Regions from separate parts of the Mus musculus genome. Here region 1 is linked to region 2. A link is a contact called in public Micro-C data. All regions are on one chromosome and are shown on one strand. The core of a region is the stretch at or near the end of the contact, and the rest is flanking DNA. Distances in the headings are between cores, read along the strand shown.

Evidence for each region. Hi-C and Micro-C count contacts between places; a contact is called where the count stands out from the background.
Region 1: a Micro-C map of embryonic stem cells shows a contact between it and region 2, with 2.2 times the contacts expected there. The contact joins two enhancer-like sites. A contact is called at or near these places in 2 of 39 promoter capture datasets (hippocampal neurons and liver), 3 of 484 Hi-C or Micro-C datasets (the N1E-115 cell line and embryonic stem cells) and 1 of 115 datasets of contacts at active chromatin or transcription factors (embryonic stem cells).

Annotation. Positions count from the first base shown.
Region 1 is chr10:60,225,248-60,231,753 of GRCm38.p6, forward strand. It overlaps the pseudogene Gm2038. Among named protein-coding and RNA genes, the nearest start is that of Chst3, 9.2 kb to the left of the region's middle. Within about 2 kb of position 5,249, at least 29 of the 459 cell types and tissues checked have an H3K27ac peak or open chromatin away from gene starts, as enhancers often do. A contact at or near this core is called in embryonic stem cells, where this site is marked.
Region 2 is chr10:59,934,001-59,940,800 of GRCm38.p6, forward strand. No RefSeq gene overlaps it. Among named protein-coding and RNA genes, the nearest start is that of Ddit4, 14 kb to the right of the region's middle. Within about 2 kb of position 2,296, at least 25 of the 459 cell types and tissues checked have an H3K27ac peak or open chromatin away from gene starts, as enhancers often do. A contact at or near this core is called in embryonic stem cells, where this site is marked.

The DNA.
Region 1 (6,506 bases), core at 3,999-6,498, 290 kb after region 2:
AGTGTCTGTGGGATTCTGAAAAGATCCACCCCCTCCAAGACTCACTGCCACATTTATTTACTACATGGGACTATTAACCACGTGCTGGTTAACTGACTCAAAAACAAAAACTCACCTTCAAAGATCAATCAAATCATTGGTGGGGTGTGACCTTTGATGGAGTTTTCCACAGTTTCAGGATGAATTACAAGACCGAATAAGTGCGATTCTGGTTCTGTAAAGAGTGAGTCCTTATTTTAGACACTAGATTTTTAAGCCTGGAGGTGGTGGCGCGTGCCTTTAATCCCTGCTCTTGGGAGACAGAAGCAGGTGGATCTCTGTGGGTTCGAGGCCAACCTGGTCAACAGAGGGAGTTCCAGGACAGCCAGGGCAACACACACACACACACACACAATATGGTCTTGAAAAAAGGAGAGAGAGAGAGAGAGAGAGAGAGAGAGAGAGAGAGAGGAAATTGCATCTTGAAGCATGAATGAAATGGTGCACCAAGGGGCCACATGTCCTTCCAAATACTTATTAGGGAGCAGTAGGTACATGTGGCTGAAATGTATACCTGCAACACCAGCACTCTGGTGGAGACATATGGGTTGGGAGTTCAAGGCCAACCTTTTTTTTTTTTTTTTTTTTTTTTTTTTTTTTTTTTTTTGGTTTTTTGAGACAGGGTTTCTCTGTGTAGCTCTAGCTATCCTGGAACTCACTTTGTAGACCAGGCTGGCCTCGAACTCAGAAATCTGCCTGCCTCTGCCTCCCGAGTGCTGGGATCAAAGGCGTGCGCCACCACGCCCGGCTAAGGCCAACCTTGACTATACAGCAAGTTCGTTGTTATCCTGGTCTACCAATATATAGTTTGTTTGTTTGTTTGTTTGCTTGTTTCTTCACGGGCTGGAGGCACAGATTGGTGGTAGGGTGCTTGCCTAGCATGCATGAAATTCTGCTTTTGGAGTCAAGCCCCTCAAAATAAATAAATAGATAGATAGATAATTTGGGCTAGGAAATGTAGCACAGCTGGTAGTGTGTCTAGCATGCCAGAAGCCCTGGGTTCCGTCCTGAGAGCCACATACAATTGCACAGTATATTGGTGTACCCCTGAGATGCTCACACCTGGGAAGAGGAGATGGGACAATTAGAGTTCGAAGCCAGCCTCTGGCCTTTTTCAAAACAGGACCAGCAAGCACAAGTCGCACTCAAGGCTACCTGCTTATGCTCAAGTGTGATGTTAGCTGGACCAGGAGGGGAGCTCAAGTGAGGGAGGGGTTGCAGTGTGTTGCAGTGTGTTGCAGTGTGTTGCAGGCCTTCTTACGCAGCCCTGGAGGGATGTATAGCAGGACAGAGGCATGGCTATCTGCCTCTAGCAAGGTCACGTGAGCACGGGATACTGAGGAGACCTTGTGAGTGGGGTTAGGGACCAGGGTGTCCCTTGAGCAGAAGGTGGTGGCCATTGGGAAGGTCAGAGATGGGGTCATCAGAGTGTGGGCTGGGTTGGATATGGGGAAAAAGAAGAGGGAGGAGCTTGCTCGGGAAAACGCAGGGAGCCCGGAACTCGGGCAGCTGCCTTTTCAAACCAGAAATATTGTTTATATTTTGAGAGTTCCAAGCAGGACGGGCTGACCCATGCCATTAACTGATGAACTTGGGTCACCTTCAAGTGATTCGACTACACTCTTAACCACTGAGCCATCTCTCCAGCCCCTGTCTTTTCTGGTCCTGTGAGACAGGGTCTCATGATGCCCACAAACTCACTACATAACCAGGACAACTTTGAACTCCTAAGTTTCTTGCTCCTACCTTCAAAGTGCTATAACTACAGGCCTGTGCCACCAGGTCTGGCTTCCCAGGGCATAGCCTTAGCCATAAGTAATCCAAGTCTTTGCTTGGGGAAAGTGAACCTGGAGGTTCCCCAAACCTTTCTATGTTCATGGGAAATGAAGTCTCCAGGACTGGCTTAGTTACAAGGAGACAGGAGGTAGGGGCTAGGGGGGTGGGGGTGGGAATGGAGGAGGGCATTGTCACTATTGCTGTGCTGAAACAACATGACCAAGGCAACTTGGAGGAAAAAAGGGTTCATTTGGCTGCTGCTGCTGCTGCTGCTGCTGCTGCTGCTGCTGCTCCTCCTCCTCCTCCTCCTCTTCCTCCTCCTCTTCCTCCTCTTCCTCCTCCTCCTCCTCCTCCTCCTCCTCCTCCTCCTCCTTCTTCTTCTTCTTCTTTTGGAAGTTCAACAGTTTTAATTTCACACCTGTACTACTCAACTACTTGCTATTTAAGTTATGGCTAAAAAGTACCTAAGTCTTTGTCATACATGTAAGTTGACCACTACTGTCCCCCAACCAATGGCATGCCTGAGCTTCAATCATCCCCCCTTTTCCTTTTGATGCTATCAGTGTTCTCATCTTTCACATTTTTAAAATTAGTTCACCTAACACTGGCCCTTCTTGTTTCCTCCTCTCCCCGTTTGCAAGGATCTCAGCCTGATGGGCACATGAAAGGTTTCCAACTACTTCACAGCAAAGAGAAAAATGTCATTTCTTCTATAATTTTTTACCCAGTTAGGAAAAGCTAAACATTAGCTAGCCTTTCATCAAGTTAGCATAGAACAAAGACATAAAATTGTACCCACTACAGTGAGATCAGAGTACAAAAACCACCAGCCACTGGGAGAAGCTAAAATACTCAGGTTAGCTATTTAGTCCCCTGACTAGAAGAAAACCATGTCAGTTACAATTAAATAAAGTAAAAACGTAGTTCCATCTCGTCTGGTTTTTGGGTTTTTAACAAATAGAAACCAGGCAAGGCGAATCAACACCTATACCCTGAAAGTGACAAGGAACGTCGTGTTCAAACTCATCATGTCTTGAGGGGCTAAGAACAGAGGGAACTGTTCAAACACGGGGAGTGCCCGGTGGCACAAAGCACAGTTTACAGCGTGCTGGCTGGCACTGAGGGCTGCTAGAATGAACTTCCGTAGATCTTCGCCTTGGCCTACTTGGGCATCGTCTTCCATATGGACATGGAAAGTGTTTAGCTTATTATAGGAACTGTACAGGGTGTTAAAGTGTCCTGCCCTGTGAGTACAGACAGACCAACTGAACTGTAATCAAAGTGGGCATTTCTGAACACGTGGTCTCCTGGCATGGCCTTTTTGTGAGGCTCGAGATGAATGGCATTCTTTAAGAATCCCCCAAGGTGTCTGGAGGAGCGGGGACCACTAAAGTGGGCTAGGGAGAAGATAGAGTAGCCTGCGGGTGGGGGCTGGACAGGGGAGCCACAAGGGGAGCGGGCCTCATAGACTGCAGAACCGACTGTCTTTTCCTGGGAGTTCTGCCTGTCCATGGAATGCCACCGAGGGAGGTCATGGTTCAGGCCTTTTTGGGGCTTGTTCAGGGGCCTGCATTTTTTTGCCTCCTCCCCAGCCTCCCCTGGAGACCTTGCTGTGTTCTTCTCTGACTCAGACTTCTTTTTTTCATCTTGCATTCGCTTTACCTGGAGCCACTCTGTGTCCTTTTTTAAGTGGCCTTGCCCACAGTGGCAGGAACAGAAGCAGAGAGCCAAGTCACAGTCCTTCTTGGTCCACATGTTCTGGGGACACTGCTTCTCATTCCAGCTGCGGGCCCTGCCATCATTTGGCTAATACTTCTACATCACATTATTCATCATGGAAGGAGGTCAGGACAGGAACTCGAACGGGGCAGTAGTAGAGTTCGAGGAGGGGTGCTGCTTACTGGCTTGCTCAGTCCACAAGGCTAGAAGTCTTGGCTTGTCTTCCATATATGCTGGAATCCCTGAGAAGCAGGCACCAATGAAGGAGTGGACTTGCTAGTAAGGTGAGAGCAAGCAGCCAAAGAGCAAAGGTTTCCTTCTTCCAGATCTTTATATAGCTTCCAGCAGAGGGCTTGACCCAGATTAGATATGGGTTAAAGGTCTTAATATATAAGGCATGTCTTCCTTCTCAAAGATCCACCCGAATTGGAACATGGTGCTAAATATGTTCTGGGTACAGAGGCTGGAGGGGTGCCAGCTGTATGACGGGCAGTGATGGGGCTTGGTTGGGGGCGGGGGAAATGGGCAGGGAGCTACCCAGGTCTCTGAGATGGCTTGGAAGATCAGCAAAGAAGGCCTGGATCCAGGCAGCTGGAGAAGAGGGACTGGTGTTACCTAACCTGACAATGCAGTCAGTTCTGGTCTGGGACCAACGGGAAGAACGCCTGCGTGGAACTCTGTAGAGCCTTGGGTGGCCATTGCCCTCCAGGCTGTAGCTTTCTTCCTCCAGTTTTGTGTTTGTTTCAATGATTTTCATGACAAGTTCTTTTACAAAGTCATTACATTTTATTTACTGGGGACAGGACACCCTGTGCTGCACATGTGGAGGTCAGAGGACAACTGGTGGGAGTCCGTTCTCTCCTTCCTCCGTGAGGGTCATGGGGTGATGGGGATCCACCTCAGGTCATAAGGCTTCGTGGCAAGCTCCTTTACCCTGTAAGCCATCTTACTGGCAGGATGTTTGATCACATTGTGAACCCCCAGATTGTGAACTGGGAAAGCCTTGTGGTGTAGCTCAGTTCCAGCATGCACCTTTAACCCAAGAGGTAAATGAAGTCAACCCTAGGTCAAGAGGCAGAGCAAGCAACCAGAGGACAGGGAGAGAATGGAAGAGAAAGGAGGGATGGGGCTGGAGAGATGGCTCAGCCATTAAGAGCACTGACTGCTCTTTTGAAGGTCTCGAGTTTAAAATCCCAGCAACCACGTGGTGGCTCACAGCCATCTGTAATGGGATCTGACGCCTTCTTCTGGTGTGTTATGAAGACAGCTACAGTGCACTTTCATTAAACAAACAAACAAATAAATCTTTGAGACAGACAGAGAGAGGGGGGGGAGGGACATTGGGCAGTGTGGAGAAGAGCCTTTCTCCTTCTGGAACATCAGTGAAGCAGGAAGGTCAGCTGGGCGCTTTCTCTCCCTCTCTGAGCCAGCAGGTTTTCATCCCAGCATCCTGCTCCCAAGTCTTCATTGGTTAAATCAGACGGCCCGGATTTTGTGTTTTTAAAACAACAGGCCCCTGCTTCTGTTCTGTGTTTTGAAACAGATTTGAAAATTATCAAGAAAAAAAGTGATTTTCATATATATTTTTAGCTCTAGGCTTAAGAGAGGTGATGAGGAAGGAAGTCTTGTTTGTGTATCTTTGAGACAGGGTCTGAATGGAGGTCAGGGTAGCTAAGGATGACTTTGAATCTCAGATCCCCCTCCTAAGCGATGGGGTTACAAGTATGTGCCACCACACCCAGTTTAGGCTGTGCTGGGAAGGAACTGAGTCCAGAGCTGTGTGCACAATGGGGCCAGCACTCTGCAGTGGAGCGTCTGCCCCACCTCCCCTCCAGTTTAACTTTTTTTGTCAGGACAAGGAGGGAATAAAGGCTGTGCCTCTAGACACCTTTCTGCTTCCAGGTTGAAACCAACAATCAGGCTGACTGCCCGGCAGCGCCTCTGCCTCTCTAACTCCCACAAACACTCAGCATGTCCAGGCGTTCAGAGCAAGCTTGCACCTTTCTACCATCTCTGGCTGCTTCTTGAATACTTCTTGTGAGCAGACCTGCCCTTACATGGGATCCAGGCAGGCTATAGCTTGTCACAACATGCCTGCCCTTCCCTTGGCTTCAGACTGTCCCCTGTTGCTGTCTCCCTGATTAGAAAGATACCTGACTTCCTACAGGGCCTTGAGCAGCACCTGAAAGACACTCCAGTAAAGCACGCTCTTACTGAGTCAGAAGTCTGCCCCAGCCCTGGCCCTGACATCTGTGTGACTGTAAGCATCAGCTGCTTCTCCCACACAGGGAGCTAGAAGTGAATGATCTGTAAATCAGATCCAGTCCCCAAGACAGGAGGTAGCTTCCCTTAGGTAGTAAGGGTGGGGACCACAGCAGATCTTGAGCAAGTCAATTAGCACGCGACGATTCCTGAACAGAAGAATCATTCTCTAGTTGGCCTCAGGGAACCTGCATAGCTCGTGGAGCCCGCAAACTCCACAGCCTGCTTGTCCCCTCCCTTTCTAGGCACAACCTCTCTGGGTGCTCCATTCCTGGCCCCAGAACCTGCACCTTTAAGTTGGAGGGCTTTGGGCAGCATCTTGGAGGACTTGGGGCAGCATCTGGGTATGGGTGGGACAACTCTGATGCCTGGAATCTCTTCATCCTGGCTCTGCCTTGTCGCCATTGGCTTTGGAGCAGAGTTCCTGTGCCTGTATTGACTGGCTTGATGTGGACTGTGGTCCAGTGCTTGGTTCCTCACTGTCCCTGGCTTCCTGGGTAGATGATTTAAGAAGCCACTGGAGAGATGGCTCAGCTGTGAAGAGCGCTGACTGCTCTTCCAGAGGTCCTGAGTTCGAATCCCAGCAACCACATGGGGCTCACAACCATCTATAATGGGATCTGATGACCTCTTCTGGTGTGTCTGAAGACAGCTGCAGTGTACATAAAATAAATATACATGCACATAAAATAAATAAATAAATCATAGAA
Region 2 (6,800 bases), core at 1,046-3,545:
AGGAGAGGAGAGGAGAGGAGAGGAGAGGAGAGGAGAGGAGAGGAGAGGAGAGGAGAGGAGAGGAGAGGAGAGGAGAGGAGAGGAGAGGAGAGGAGAGGAGAGAAAAAAAGAAAACCCGGACACGCCCACTTTGCAGACTGCAGTTCAGAGAAGTTGACAGTGCACCAGCAGGGTTGCTCAGGATTGCTCTACAGTATGTGCTGCAAATGCCTGACTCAGCTGGCTCAGGGACAGAGGGACCTCTGGAACTTTCTCAGCAGGGCATCCTTAAATCCTGAACAGACCCATTTGTCAAGTTGGAGCCAGGATGGTGTGCTGGCTATCTAACCCCAGCGCCCTACTGGTTCACTTTGTCCTTAATGGGGGCTGGCCTGGCACCAAGCCCCTGGGGGCAGAGGTCACCTTTCCTGACCTCCAGTCCCCAGCTCTTCCCTTCTGTGCCCAGCATGGTCCTCACCTCTGCTGCTCTGCTGCAGTTCCTCTTGTGGGAGGGCACTGCAGCCTTCCGGAGCTAAGTTAGTGCCTACAGCCTTGGGGGGCTATCCCACACTTAGCCAGAGTTAGAGCTACCCCGGTGGCCTTGCCGCTGTGTCTTAGCTTCTAAGCAGAAGAGTAAATCTTCCATGTCTCCAGCTGCTTTCTTCTCTCTAAAGCAAGCAGGATTTCTACAGCAGCCAGCTACTATGCTTGTGCAGGGCCCCTAGGAAGTCCCTTAAATGCCTTTATTTCTCAAAAGTCTATCATTAGATAAGTAGGACTAAATTGTTCCTACATCAACATCACAGATTTATTCTTGCTATATAATCTAGGCTGGCCTCTAAACAACCTATATAGCCCAGGCTGGTCTTGAACCTAAGTGATCCTCCTGCTGTAGTTCCCTACATGCCTACCTAGAATAGTGGATGTTATTCTTTGACATTACACATTACAGAATTCTTTCTTCTTTTTTCCCCCCAGAGCTGAGGATTGAACCCAGGGTGGAGCCCTTGCTAAGCACGCTCTACCACAAAGCTAAATCCCCAACCCCACATTACAGAAATCTTGAGAGCAGGTTTTGTTATCATAAACATGGTTTATTGTTTAACCATGCGTCCTGCATTTATATTCAAAGCCCCCCCATGAGCTTGTGTGTGTGTGTGTGTGTGTGTGTGTGTGTGTGTGTGTGTGTGTGTGATATGATATTACTAGCCCTCAAAATCTCCTCATGGATTATCTCATTTAACTCTTATAGCTCCTGGGACAGATTTTATTTTCCTTGTCTTATAGAGCAGGAAACTGAGGCCTGGGAAGGGTAGGACGCTTGCCAGATGTCAGGAAGTCTAGCTCCAGATTGTACCCAGTCTTCTACCGTTTAGTATAGTGACTGCACAGAGCTAACAACTGTTTGGTACATCCATGCAAGCGTGTACACCTGCACCCCCTTCAGCTCATGAGGGAGGCCTCGAGGACCACCCCACTGTACAGAGGAGAATGGAAGTGGCTGGTGACTGACAGTTTCAGGATTCATCCCAGTATCCCAGCTCAGACCAGCTCAGCGACCAGAGTCTGTTTAGTGGCTCCCAGAGACGTGCAGCACCGTGGGCTAGAAGCGGGAGATCCGGGGAACAAACTTCACCTCAGGGCTAGAGAGATGGCTCAGCGGTTAAGAGCACTGACTGCTCTTCCAGAGGTCCTGAGTTCAAATCCCAGCAACCACATGGTGGCTCACAACCATCTGTAATGGGATCTGATGCCTTCTTCTGGTGTGTCTCAAGATAGCTACAGTATATTCATATACATAAAATATGTCTTGTTTTGTTTTGTTTTGAGAAAATAAATTTTAAAAAAATTTCACCTTCTTTCCTTCCTTCCTTCCTTCCTTCCTTCCTTCCTTCCTTCCTTCCTTCCTTCCTTCTTTCCTTCCTTCCTTCCTTCTTTCCTTCCTTCCTTCCTTCCTTCCTTCCTTCCTTCCTTCCTTCCTTCCTTCCTTCCTTCCTTCGCTTGTCTCTTCTTCTGACCTTCTCTTTTCTCTCTTTCCTTCCAATCATTCATTTAGCCCCTGAGAACCCACTAAGGAAAAAACCCAGGGAGACTTGAACAAATATCCCCCCAAAGAGCCAACAGTCTGTAAACAAGCTGGCCATGTAGTTCAGAGGTAGAGCAATTGTCTAGGCTATGTAAGGCTCTGGATTCCACCCCACCCCTGTTCCTGCCCCAGCCTCTGTTTCTGGTTTTGAGTGTCTGGGGGGTGGGACCTGTGCAGAGTCTGCTGCCATTTAAAGCCTTTCCCTTTTCCTCAGCACAGCTGGGGAGAGACTGACCCGAGGTCAACCCAAGAACAATCCCAGCCTTACTTCAGAGCTGAGTCTCCCGCCACCAGGCTGGAGATGCAGAGAGAGCTGGGGAGGTCCTTTTGGGTTGGTCTGTGCTGCACACAACATTCACAAGGCCTCTTGCTCTTTGACTCCAGCCTCAAGCACAAGAGATAACCAAGCCTCCATCCCCAGTAACCAAGCCACGGCAGCAGGAAAGTGGGGAAGGCCACCCCTTAGGGCAGGGACAGGCCAGCTGATTTCAGGACTCCTTAGCTGATGGCAATGCAAACTAAGGAAGAGTCAAAACTGGAAAGGCCTCTTAGGGGTTGTCTCAAAATGACTTTGTGGAGCCTCAGTCTCCCCATCTGAGTGTAGTGAAGCAGTTCCTGAAGCCCATCTGTGGGGACTTCGTAGGGTCTGTGAATGCCCCGCCCCCATTTCCTCACTTCCTGGATCTTCATCTCCAGCGTGCTGCCCAGTTTGCAGAAGCAGAGACAAGGCTCAAGGGCTTGCCTGCAGCCCGGCATGAGAACCACATCGAGGGAGGGGCTGGAGGGATGGCTCAGTGGTTAAGAGCACTGGCTGATCTTCCAGAGGTCCTGAGTTCAAATCCCAGCAACTACATGCTCACAACCATCTGTAATGGGATCCAATGTCTTCTTCTGGTGTGTCTGAAGACAGCGACAGTGTACTCATACATAAAATAAATAAATAAAAATTAAAAAAAAAAAGAAATAAAGAAAAGAATCACATTGAGGCTGGCAGGAAGACTCTGTGATAACACACTTGCCCTGGAAGCACCAGGATCAGAGTTCGGATCCCCAGAACCCAACTACAATCTGGGCAGGTATGGTGGTCACCCAGATCTCAGAAGACAGACACAGGAGACCCCTGGGGCAAGCCAACTAGCTGAGACTAGCTGGAGCTGGTGAGCTTTGGGTTCATGGAGAGACTGTCCCTATAGATATAATGGAAAGTTACTAGAAAAGACACCTGGTATCCACGTCGGACCTCCACACACAGGCATCCATGTGTGTGCACACGCATACACAAATATGCATACACATGCATGTGTCTTTATTTTTATTATTTTCTTCTTTATAAGCAAGGTCTCATGTGTCCCAAGTGAGTATTGAACTCACTATGAAGCTAAGGACGGCCTTGAACCCCTGACCCTTCTGCTTTCACCTCTCAAATGCTATGCTTACAGTCACCAACCAACAGACAAGTCCAATTTTATTTTATTTTTTTTAGATTTGTTTATTTATCTTATGTATGAGAACACTGTCGCTGTCTTCAGACACACCAGAAGAGGGCATCGGATCCCATTACAGATGGTTGTGAGTCACCATGTGGTTGCTGGGATTTGAACTCAGGACCTCTTGCTCTTAACCACTGAGCCATCTAGCCAGTAGGCCAATTTTAATTTTCTTTCTTTTTTGTTGTTGTTGTTTTTGTTTTTTGTTTTTGTTTTTCGAGACAGGGTTTCTCTGTATAGCCCTGGCTGTCCTGGAACTCACTCTGTAGACCAGGCTGGCCTCCAACTCAGAAATTCGCCTCCTCTGCCTCCCAAGTGCTGGGATTAAAGGCGTGCACCACCACGCCCGGCTCAGCCTTAATTTTCTTATTAAATAACATTATTCTAGGGGCTGGTGAGATGGCTCAGTGGGTAAGAGCACCCGACTACTCTTCCAAAGGTCTGGAGTTCAAATCCCAGCAACCACATGGTGGCTCTCACAACCATCCGTAATGAGATCTGACTCCCTCTTCTGGAGTGTCTGAAGACATCTACAGTGTACTTACATATAAAATAAATAAATCTAAAAAAAAAAAAAAAAAGGTCTTTCTAGAGAGTGCTCCCTCTCCTAGAACAAAAAAACAAACAAACAAACAAACAAACATTATTCTATTGCTTTCTATTGCTGTGGGCAGGGAGTATCACACACATGCCATGGCTTAGGGCAAGTTTTGGGAAGCTGGTTCTGTTTCCCCCATGGTTTCCAGAGACCAAACCTAGACATTGCCCACCAAGATGGTACACCAGGCCATCAGCCACTCTGTTTAAATCAGATCAGTGCAATCCAAGCTGACTTCAAACCCACAATCCTGCCACTGTGCCTTGCCTTATTTTATTTTTGAGATGGAATCTGGCTAGATGTCCCTTGCTAGTCTCAAACCCCTAGACTCCAGCAATCACTCCGCCTCAGCCTGCTGAGTAGCCGGCACTCATCCATCAGCCTACGCAGCATCTACCAAGCCTTGGCTGTATGCCGTAAACTGAGAGGAGCCTAAGAGAGAAAGCAATGAAGGAGGTCTGTCCCTACCTATAGAAATGTGATCCCAGCAGGGAGGAGGTGACACACAGGAAGTAAGGTTTAGATCACGGGCTCTCAACCATCCTAACCCTACAACTCTTCAACACATACAGTTGCTCATGTTGTGGTGACCTTTGACCATAAAACTATTTTCATTGCCACTTCGTAACTATACTTTTGCTAGTTATGAGTCGTAATGTTTCCTGGAATCTGAATTTCCTGGAAGTCTTAAGTGACCCCCATGAAAGGGTCCTTTGACCCCTAAAGGGGTCGCGACCCACAGGTTGAGAACCACTGGTTTAGATAGTCACAGTGACTAGGTTTGGCAGATTTGGCTGATGCAGATCAGGAGGCTGCCTTGGGTCCCCCAGAAAAGGATCCTGACTAGCAAAGGACTGAGTAGGGGGTGGAAATGAGGAAGCCTGGGTCCCAGACCTCAGTGTGTCTGGCTCAGAGAAGTCAGAGCTGCTGCTCAGAACAGCTCCATCTATCCAGGTGATTTTAAGGCTCTCAGTGTCCTGCCTGACAGGAGTATCCTTGTCCTAGGTGCTTTCCAGCCCCACCCACTTTCCTGGAGCCCAAGTCACCCATTGCTCCTGCCAGGTGTGTCCTGGTGTCACTCTGAGTAACCCCAGGACCAAGGTGAGCCCACCTGATCTTGATTCAGATTGAGTCATCTTACTTCCTGCTCTGACATCTGGGGGAGTGGCAGGTCCTCATCATGACTTCCTCTGTTGAACCACCTCTATGTCCTGCAGGGGAGATGGTGGAGCCGAAAGAGACCCCAGCCACTCTGATTAACTTGCTCTGACAGCTCAGTAATGATCCAGACACACCCCATTGCTAATAGAAAAAGGGCCTGACCTGGGGGAATACTGCTTCTTTCTTCTCCCCCTCCTCCTCCTCCTCCTCCTCCTCCCCCTCCTCCTCCTCCTTCTCCTCCCCCTCCTCCTCCCCCTCCTCTTCTTCCTCCTCCTCCTTTTCTTCTTCTTCTTCTTCTTCTTTTTCTTCTTCTTCTTCTTCTTCTTCTTCTTCTTCCTCTTCCTCTTCTTCCTCCTCCTCCTCTTCTTCTTCTTCCTCCTCTTCTTCCTCCTCCTCCTCCTCCTCCTTCCTTTTACTTTCCATATGAGAAAACCAACATTAAAGAAACAATTTTTCAGTTTAAGTAAGCAAGCCCTCACTCCTAGTTGAGCCCTCCACTCAAATTTAGCTTCTTCAAGGACACTTACTTGTCAGGAAGTTGACAGAGATGGGACTGGAACCAGGGGACCTAACTCCGGAATTATTGAATGAGTATTGCACACCTAACCTCTTAGGTCAGGAAGTGGAGAGAGAGAGGACTCTCTGCCCACAGAACTCAAGCCTGTTTAGATCCAGCCTCTACCCCTGATTCTTTACTTTGGGCTGGCCTTGGACAGAACTCACAGTTCAGAACAGCCACTGTTTATTCTAGACAAGGCTCAGGATTGTCATTTCCTTAGTAGACAAAAACTTAAGATGTGGAGAAAGCCAGCAGTCCTCCCCTGATGAGGACCAAACCTGTGCTGTCCTGTGAGATTGTGTGTCTTTCCACATTCTTCCTTTCACAGTTGGGGCCCTGGGGCCCACTCTGTCAGGATTTCCCAACCCAACACACACCACACACACACACACACACACACACACACACACACACACACACAGAGAGAGAGAGGATTCCTTCCCTCTGTCTTTCACTAACCAGCTCACACACACACACACACACACACACACACACACACACATACCATCTTCCACTAACCAACCTTCCCACCAGGTAAGATGTAACTCTATGCTAGCCAACCACCCACAATTGCAAACCACTTGAAATGAGTCAGCTGAGACTCTAAAATTTAGATTTGATTTAGTTTAATTTAATTCACATGTAAATTATAAAAATTAGTATGCAGTCAGGCATGGTGGCACAAGGTGGCCTTCAGTCTCATGAAGTTGAATTGGGAGATTTGCTGCAATTTCTTGGTCTTCATAGTGAGTTCCAAGCCAGCCAAGATACAGCATGAGACTCATTCTCAAAAAAATGAACAAACAAAAAGCCTGACATACAATTCAATTATTGGAAAACTTTTATTATCTTTAGACAAACTTAGGCATACATAACTTTTTTCTCTTTCCTTTTTTTAATGATTTATTTTTGTGTATTCATGCATGTATG